Linked DNA regions of Gossypium hirsutum: region 1 is linked to region 2. Evidence: chromatin contacts called from public Hi-C data. All regions are on one chromosome and are shown on one strand. Each heading gives the region's core, a stretch centred on a gene start, on an enhancer-like site or on the middle of the called end of the contact. The rest is flanking DNA. Distances are from core to core; before and after follow the strand shown.

Region 1 (4,806 bases), core at 2,188-4,687, 210 kb after region 2:
GGAGTACGTGGAGAGTCACAATCTTCAGTGTTCTTTTGTTCTGGTTGTTCAATAGGTAACTCTGCTTTTGATGCCTTTTCAGATGATGACACTGACATCCACCTCTCCAGCCAGCTCCAAGCAGAATTCGGTTTAGATGAATCACACTTGAAGTGGATAGTTTTGGTCTTGGGAGTCGAATCCATCAGCTGCAATCAAAGCAAATTTTCAGTAAGGACGGGTAGACATAATTTGAAAGACAGCTGCCAGCAAATAGTAAAAAACAAGTAGCTAAAGAATGTTTATTTAATATACCTGACGAGCAAACCTATTACTAAGCAGCTTTTCCATGGAATTGTAAGTCAAGTTCTTTTTTGTTGCTGAGTTTCCCTGCTTCAGAAAATAAAAGAAAGAATAGGTAAAACTATCAAAGATTAGTAACTATTGGAAGTGTCATGTATCAGCACAAGAACTCTCCATTTAGACCACCATAATCCCGCTAATCATAAGGACTGTATGATATTCTTTGATGTATTTTCTAGATATTCTTTGATGTATTTTCTATGTAATTCATTGCATCTTGTTTTATATAAAAAGAAATTACTTAAATAAACAACATGAGAAGTAGGACCATTAGTCCATAATTCCTGAATTTCTTGCAAAGCTAATCAAAAAAGTAAACAAATCCTATGTGATACGTATCTCTCTCAAACAGCAACTGAATAGTAAGGTCGTTCAAATTACAGGTGCAACTCACTCTGCAGCCGTTGTTTAAAATTAGATTTGTGCCAGGTGGACTGAAGCGAATATTTTTAACAGGTCTTTAAGGATCACTTTGAACTTTCATGCTCGTAAAAATAGAACATGCTCATAGAATGCCTCTTACTTATGAAAGGCCATCCAGGCAGCACTACCCTACACACTTTAGTTGAACTAGAAATAAGCTGTCTAAAGGAATCATGCCTAAATCCTAATTACACCAAGGCACAGGACTTAAGTCAATAAAAAAAATATAGCCATAGATTCAAACACAAGGTAAATTGTAATGATAAAGTTTTCTTTAAACAGGAAGCTAGCATGTCACCCATCAATAATGAACCAGAACATACAAGGAAAACAGTCTTGTGACTCCTAATTATTGATTTGAGCTGAACGAATTACCAATCTTTGATTGACTTCTTGGTGCTTGCCATCCAGCTTTTCCACATAAGATCCTTCTTGAGATTGGCGAGCACGAACAAGAAGTTGCATTTTGACAATGGCTTGAACACACCGTAAGGTCCCCACAGCATGCCTTCGGACCAAGTGCCCACGCACAGCAGCCTGCAACTTTACTAAATTCTTAAGCTTTCCTAGCTCTTTCTGTGCCTGCAAATGAATGCATAAGAAAAAATGCAAGACACATTACCAATTCGAAAGTTTTAAACTCACACTGAGAAAGAAATTATACCAAAAACCCTCTGATTGCAGTCTGGATGATTACAACAACAGATTCATCTAGGCTGAAATCATCTTCAGCCTCATTTGTAGTGGCAGTAATAGGTTCAGGCACTTTCGATTCCGCTGGCTCTGGGGTTAACTGAGATTTTTCTTCAGTGCATTTTATCGGTGCCAGCAACTGAGATTTTTCTTCAGCAAGTTCTATAGGCGTCAGCGAGTGAGATTTTTCTTCTGTGTACTCTTTCAGTGCCACCAACTGGGATTTTTCTTCAATGTACTCTTTTGGTGTCATCAGCTGAGGTTTCTCTTCAGTGTACTGAACAGTGGAGGTTTTCTCAGAAGCAACCGAGACATCTTGCTGTTGAAACTCAAAACCATCAGAGTCTTGACTTTCCTTAAGTCCTGTAGTGGTAGTTACTTGTATCACAGAGTTGCTAAGCACTCGATGCCGTTCAGATCTCTTCCGAAAACTCCATCCCTTTTTGTCACTTGATCTCTTATTCTGGAATGAAATTTAAACGGCCTAATTCAGTTCAAAGGGAGACCAAGAAAAGAAAGAGGGAGAACAAAAAAGAACAATTGCTCTGTTTTGAATGAATTCAGGTGCTCTTCGCTCTGAAGTCCAACTCTGCCCGATCTTACTGCTTGTTTGATTGAACTTAAACGAATTAAAATGCCCTTAACTCTAAATTCTTGCTAGAATCTATAGCTTTTCCATTGAGATCTAACGATGGCTATCAACAATGGAGTCCCAACAAGGACATATCAGTACTATTGAACTGTCGTCTATCTAAGAGACAAAAGATGGACCACTGCATATACTTAAAAATATGAAGAAAAAAAAAGGGATTAACCTCACAGTTCCTCTTTAAAACACATTTTACGACTTCAGAAATTGAAACTTATCAGTCATTTCCAGTCACCAATGGCATCAGTAGCAGTTAAACTAATCAGATGAAGAACAAAGTAAATAAGGGTGGGTTTGGATTGGCGATTGGGTACGGTGTATGCTACAGTATTTACAGTATCTAATCTCACCGCCACCGCTGTTTTTACACTAATCGCAAGTAAAGCCCATCCAAACTCACCCTAAATCTCATATCATAGCACATTTAAAAAGATGAAACCAAACCAGTTAAAAGAAGATAAATTTTAAAAACCTTTGAGAGTTTCGAAACTTGATACCGAGAAAACTATTTGCATTTAAAAAATTATGGAAAATAATCAGAGTTAAAAAAGGCAGCTTGGACATTGCTGATAAAAAATGCTAAGGCAGGAATTCTCAGATCTTAAAATTCTGGTGTAAGACAAGTTTTCAAACTCCCATTCCTCGACCAAATCCAAAAATTAAACTAAAAGGTGAAATGCAATTCGAAACAGCAGATGAAATACTAATTCAAAGCAAAGTAACAAAAAAAAGGGGGAAAATGCAGCCGTAATTTACCTCAGGGACATCAATGGCGTCGTCTTTTTCAGCGGAATCGCTGCCGCAAGTGATGAGTTTGAAACAGGAAGTGGATTTTCCCATTTTTTTAAAAAAAATTCAATTGACTTTCCCTTTGCTTTCTTCTTCTATCCTTCACTCTCTGAAGTCTTTTTAACTCTACCGAGTGTGTGAGGGACACGACAGTCTAATATTTTGGTGTGTGGATTGGGTATTGGAAATTGCAGCAAAGGTTAAAAAACGGAAAACACGGACCTCAAACACAGTCCTTAAAATCTATTAACTTTTTATGTTGGAATCCGCCACTTATCATGATTCTGTTACTGTTCCTGTTACGTTCGTTTGAGAGAAGCGAAAAAGAAGAAAGCTGTCAGAACTCCACACTTTTCTTTTCCTCTCTATTAAAATAAATGAAAAAAATTTAAAAAAATTTATATTTACATGATTAATAACACAAAATTATCAAATTCTAATTATAAAATAATCATTTATAAGGGAAAATCCTAAAGGAGATGTCTGAACTCAGAAGATATCATGATTTGCTTTGTAGAAAAGTGTAATTGAATTCACACATACATACACATACATGCATACTAAAACAAGTCTGCGATTATGGGGAAAGATCCAATAACAGCAATGTGCAGATATACTATTGTGGAGCCATGATAGTACATCAAATAAGTTGTTGCCTCATAATCATGACAAATACCTCCAATAATAGCCACCTCATCTTTCTATAATTTACTAAAAATCTTAAAATTCAATCTTTTTAATTAAATCATTGATATTTTTTTAAAATTCCAAAAAAACCTTTTTTTAAGGTTTTAATTTTCTTTTACATCTTTTTAATAACTTTATGTTATGAAATAAATAATAAAGAAATAAAAAACAAAAAAAAATAGAAGAGTAAAAGGGAACAAATTTTTATTGATTAATAAGGATAATTGCGGGTAAATTTGAAGAAAATGTTGTTTTTAAAAAATAATTAGGGTTTTAGGCTGTTTTTTCCAATATTTAAGGAAATAACCCAAATTTGGGATAGAAACAGAAAACACGTCCTACAGGAAGTGTTTTCTACTGAGGTGTTAGCTAGGGGCAGAAAAACCCTATAGGATGCGCTTTCAGGTTGCTTGCTACCACTTCAACATAAAATACTTCTTGCAAAACGTGTTTTCTGTTTCTAAAAACTTGTTATTTTTTTGTGTTGGAAATTCAAGGAGAAAGATTTATTTGTTTTTATGTTTGAGGTAGATATTGTGATTGTTTTAAGGTATGTTTGAGTTCATGGTAATGTGATGGCACTCAGAGACCCACATATTTCATTTGTCATGTGGGGATGGAACCATCATTGTAAAAGCCCATTGGACTACAACTCAAGCTCCCAGTTCACGGTGGTTATGCGGTCACGGGTTGAAGTATAACTCGGGAGCCTAGTTGACAGTGGTTATGTGGTCACGGGTTCAAGTTTCATGATATCAGAAGAGAATATTTTATAAACCTCATGCACAAGTTTGAAACCATAATCACAGGGAAAAACAAATGGCCTTTCTAGTATAATCAACTTATACTTTTTCTCCATCCTCATCAAATGTAGTATCCTTAACTTCATTGTTCGAAACATGTGACGGAGTTGGGGCCAAGAAGACTTTCAAGAGGGGAGCGACTATGACGATGGAGAAAAAGTTGAAACTTGAGTCAGGGCGGTAACATTTGTAGTTATTAATAAGCTTTTTAATCATAGCAATGGTTGGCACTCTGAGTTGCGTTTCAACTTTTCTTCACCAAAACAATCACTTCTCCACTGAAAGTCCTTTTGCTCCCAACTTTGTCACAAGTTATGGATAATGAGGTTAAGGAACTACTTTTGCTAGAGACAAAGAAAAAGAATAAGTTTATTATATCGAAAAACTCTTTAGTTTTCCCTATGACTATGGTCTCAAACT
Region 2 (4,860 bases), core at 1,456-3,955:
CTAGATTTTTTTTACCGTCAATTCCTTTTCAGAGATCCATCGAAATTTCCTTTCATTCAACTGGGATTTCTTCCATTTTTTATCAAATATATCAATGTTTCCTTAATTTTCATACAATGAACATTCAAATCATATTCACATCAATAGCATACAATCTCAAGCATTTAAGAATATAATTCAAGTTACACGAACTTACCTTGATACTTGTTTGTAAACAAAAAAAATCTACTAATCCCGAACTTTTTCCTTTCCTCGATCTAGCTTCGTATTTGAATCTTCTGGATTTGGTGCAAAAATTATGTAATACCAGCTTAGAGAACCCTCCTATGGCATTTTAGCTGCTGGAATTGAAGAGAAATGAAGAGAAATCTAGATATTTCCTATTTAGTCCTAGTTTTATTTAGTTAATTTTGCAATATTCCAATTTTGCCCTTAATTTATCAATTTTCCTGCTGATTTCATGCCTTTGCCGTCCAGCCCAAATAAATTTTGGGTCTAATTGCCTTTTAAATCCTTTCTCATTAGACTCTTAAGCTATTTAATCATTCTAGCAACTTTTACACCTATTACAATTTAGTCATTTTCATTTAATTGACTACCCAAACATTAAAATTTCCTAACGAAATTTTAATACCACATTACTAACATTTCATAAATATTTATAAAATTATTTTTGACTTGGTTTTATGAGATAGAGGTCCCGATATCTTGTTTTTACCCAATTTCTTCAATAATTTCTTTTTCTAACTAACCACTAAATCGGTAAAATTTTTTTCTATCAATATTTTCATACGATTTTCCTATCATATCAATTTTCATGCAAAAATATTGAAATAAATTTCTCTTGAAATTAGATTTGTGGTTACGAAATCACTATTCCGATAACCTTGAATTTAGGCCATTACAACCACCGTCCCTTACAAAATAAAAAATTCTTTCCTAAATTATTGTTTTTTAGTTGAGTGTTGAAATGTTTGGACAAAAAGATTTATTTGTGTTTGCATTTGAGGGAGACAGTGAGATAATTTTAAGGTGTGTTTGAGTTAATGGTGATGTAGTGGCGTTCAAAGACCCCCACATTTCATTTGCGCTGTGAGGATCAAACCATCACCTTAGAAGCTCATCGCATTGCAAATCGGGCTCTAGTTCACGGTGGTTATACGTTTACGGGTTGAAGTATAACTACAACTCCCAGTTGGTGGTGATTATGCAATCATAGGTTGTTGTATAACTCGAGATATAGTTGATGATGGTTATGCAATCATGAGTTCAAGTTTCATGCTACTCGAAGATGATGCTTTATAAACCTCAACATAAGTTTAAGACCATAATCATAGGGAAAATCTAAGGGGCTTTCTAGTATAATCAACTTAGTCTTTTTCTCCATATCCACCAAAGCAGTATTCTTAACCTCATTCTTCAAAACTTATGACAGAGTTGAGAGTAATAGGACTTTCAAGGGGAGGAGTGATGGTGGAGAAAAGTTGAAAGTCCTTTTAGGCTGGCAACGATTGTTGTGGTTAAAGAACTCATTAATAACTACAACTGCTGCTACCTCGACTAGTGTTTTAGCTTCTCCCCACCACTACAATCACTCTTTTCTTGAAAGTCCCTTTGCATCCAACTCTATTATAGATTTCAGAAAATTACATTAAGGATACTGCTTTTGGTGGATATAGATAAAAAGAATAAGTTCATTATGCTACAAAGCCCCTTTGTTTTTCCCTAGGATTATGGTCTCAAACTTATGTATAGAGTTTATAAAGCATCCTCTTCTGGTATCATAAAACTTGAACTTGTGACCAAATAATCACTGTCAACTAGGAGCTTTAGTATATTTCAACCCGTGACCGTATAAGCATTGTGAACTAAGAGCTTGAGTTGCAATGGGATGAGCTTCGAAGGTGATGGTTCCATCCTGAAATGGTAGATGAAATGTGTGGGTCTCCGAATACTATTGCATCACCGTGAACTTAAATATACATTAAAACTATTACAATGTCAACCTCAAACACAATTAAATCTCTTTCTAAATTTTCAACGCCTAACAAAAAAAAATTCTAAAGATATTTTTCTCACTAAAATTGATCTATTTTCCTAAATATCTAAAAAATTATCTAAAACCTTAAATATTTTATAAAATTGAGATATACCTCAAATTTACCCACAAAAACATGTAAGATACTTATTTACAAAAACATAAAATATTAAGAGTTATTTCAATAAATGCAGTATATAAAAGAAATTATTTGCCAAAAAATTTAAAAAGAATAAAAAACCATACCTTGGCAAGTTGGTATAGAGTAATAGTATGTGACGTGAAATGAAGAAACGGCGCCGTGACAGTGGAGTAAGAAAAATAAGGCAACACGTGTCAGATGTAAATTGCCCCACTTTCCTCACTTAATTTTGTCGTGGACCGCACGCGTGACGACGATCGGTCAAATATCATACACAAAGAAAAAAAAGTACATCAAAGCTATGCTTTTTCTATTTATTACTCTTTGTTTATTATAAATTAATATATAAAAAATAAAATATAGAAAACGCAACCAATCCTTGTTGTCCACGTCATAAAGTTTACCACGTAGGTATTGTTCATTTTTCTACGCGCCTCTCTCCCTCCTCTTTTGAAAAAAATAACAAGAAAATCTTAATTATTATTTTCTCTTTAGCTCTATGTACTGCGTACTGTTTCGTGTTCTGTTAGCTTTGCTCTGTTTTTTCGACATTTCTTTATTAATTTTCTTTTTAGTAATTTTATTTATTGTATATTAATAAATAGAATGTATTGGTTTGAAGTTTAAAGCTGCAACGGAATCACACCTATATAGAAAGTGTGTGCGCAGGATAAGAGCATGCACACTCTTCCTAGTTTCAAGCAACTTACTTATTCATTTTCTTTTTGGTATTATAAAGAGAGGAAATAATTGAAAATTTACAAGTTTTAAGCTATGGGTTTTGTTAATTTTATGATGATGGAGTAGAGGGGAGGAATCAAAGTGATGATGAGGATGGTGGGGTTTCATTGAAAGGTCTTTATCTTTTGGGGGAGAGAGAGAGAGAGAGAGAGAGAGAGAGAGAGAGGCTACTCAAATGCTATGGTCGGCGTGCTTTGATACTGCTAACTGAAGGGGGAGGTGTTTTTTTTTTTTTGGTCATATCAAAAGGCCCACATAAGAAAAGATCTTTCTTTCCAGTGTTTGTTCCCTTTTCTTTGCAGGTTTTTGTTCCTTGATTTTGGACTTTGGTTCTGCTGTTGCCTGTTCTTGTTGTTGTTGAGGGTGAGAGAGGGGCTAAAAGGTTCTCTTTTCTGACCAATCGGGCCTTTTCTTTTTCCCTAGAGTTTCATCATATTCCTTTTTCCCTTTGCTAAATTGTCCATCTGTAAAAGATACAATACGTGATTTTGCTTGGGTGGGACTCAGACTCGGTGGAGCAATGGGAATGGGAATTTGTTTCTTCTCTTTTTGGAAGTCCAGGGTCTGTTTTTCTTTAGTTTTTCAAACGAAGATGTAAAGGTGGGGTCTTTGCGTTGAGTTCTTATGGTTGGTGGGTATGGTAAAGAGTCTAAAAAAGGAAGAATTGTTTTAGTAAGATGGGTTCTGTCGTTGAAGAGAAGATCAAACAAGGAGGTTTGGTTAATGTAGGTGCACAGTCCACTCTGCTTGAGGAAATGAAGCTATTGAAAGAAATGCAAGATCAATCTGGTTCGTCCTTTGTTGGTTTAGTTTTTTTCACAAATGTGTTCTTTCATCTTTTCCTTTCAGTTTTCATTCGATATCTCAAAGGTTCATGTTGCTAATAATTTGAAAGAACCATTGACGTTGCTTTCTTCAACATAGAAGCTTACAATGAGAGGAGTCATTAATACTGGGTATTAATGGCGATTCATTTAAGTCTACAAAAGCGTAATAGGTAATCTCTGTGAAAGCATGTGATGGATTTGTTTCCTGACTGATCTCAGGTACCCGTAAGGCTATAAATTCCGAGTTATGGCATGCCTGTGCTGGTCCACTTGTTTCCTTGCCTCAGGTGGGAAGTCTTGTGTATTACTTTCCTCAAGGACATAGCGAACAGGTTTGCATTTATTTCTCACACTTGATATTTGCCTTCTTATTCTCCCCCTTTTGACTTATCTCCCAGCCTTTCTTCTTTTTCTTGCATTTTTGCCTTGTTTATTTTGTAGCATTCTTTAGCACTAACATAATGAGACCTTAGACTGATGACTGCTAAACATTCAACTTTCACAACCTGCTTTACTTTCTCTTATGTTTGCGTATTTTTGGTGTTTTAATTCATTGCATGAAGATATTGCAGTGTATGAGTTGCATTTTGACATCTTTGACTGAAACTTGGCAGGAATTTGAGCCAATATATCACTTTGATAGCAGCCTAACCATTAGAGTGTGGTCTTATAATATCTGATAAAAAAACTGTACTAAAATCCCAAAAATACATTACAGCCTTTCAGTGAATTCTATTTTGTATTTAATGAAGAACCAAAGGACTAATGAGGGCTTTATTCTTTTGAGCAGGTAGCAGTGTCCACTAAAAGAATGGCGACTTCTCAAATTCCCAACTACCCAAATCTTCCATCTCAGTTAATGTGCCAAGTTCATAACGTTACATTACATGTGAGTCATTTTTATGCTCCTGCCATGTATATCCTTTCCAAAATAAACACTGATGTTTCTTCTTTGTAATCTTTGACAGGCAGACAGAGACACCGACGAAATATATGCCCAAATGAGTCTTCAACCAGTGAACTCTGTAAGCTTCTCTAGTTGAATAAATATACATCTCCAAACTGTTATGAATTTCCTATATATTCAAAAGTGATAAAAAGAAGAGAAAAAT

Evidence for each region. Hi-C and Micro-C count contacts between places; a contact is called where the count stands out from the background.
Region 1: a contact with region 2 is called in a Hi-C map of leaf, with 1.8 times the contacts expected there. The contact joins the promoter of LOC107918008 here to the promoter of LOC107918011 in region 2. A contact is called at or near these places in 2 of 34 Hi-C or Micro-C datasets (hypocotyl and leaf).

What each region holds. Positions count from the first base shown.
Region 1 is chrA01:22,988,517-22,993,322 of Gossypium_hirsutum_v2.1, forward strand. LOC107918008 (protein IQ-DOMAIN 32) reads right to left here and starts at 3,438. Exons shown (of 6, transcript XM_016847494.2): 1 at 2,864-3,438; 2 at 1,430-1,921; 3 at 1,141-1,347; 4 at 295-369; 5 at 1-188. The coding sequence starts at 2,947.
Region 2 is chrA01:22,783,621-22,788,480 of Gossypium_hirsutum_v2.1, forward strand. It overlaps LOC107918011 (auxin response factor 5), which reads left to right and starts at 2,706. Exons shown (of 14, transcript XM_041076647.1): 1 at 2,706-3,710; 2 at 3,968-4,080; 3 at 4,539-4,637; 4 at 4,717-4,773. The coding sequence starts at 3,599.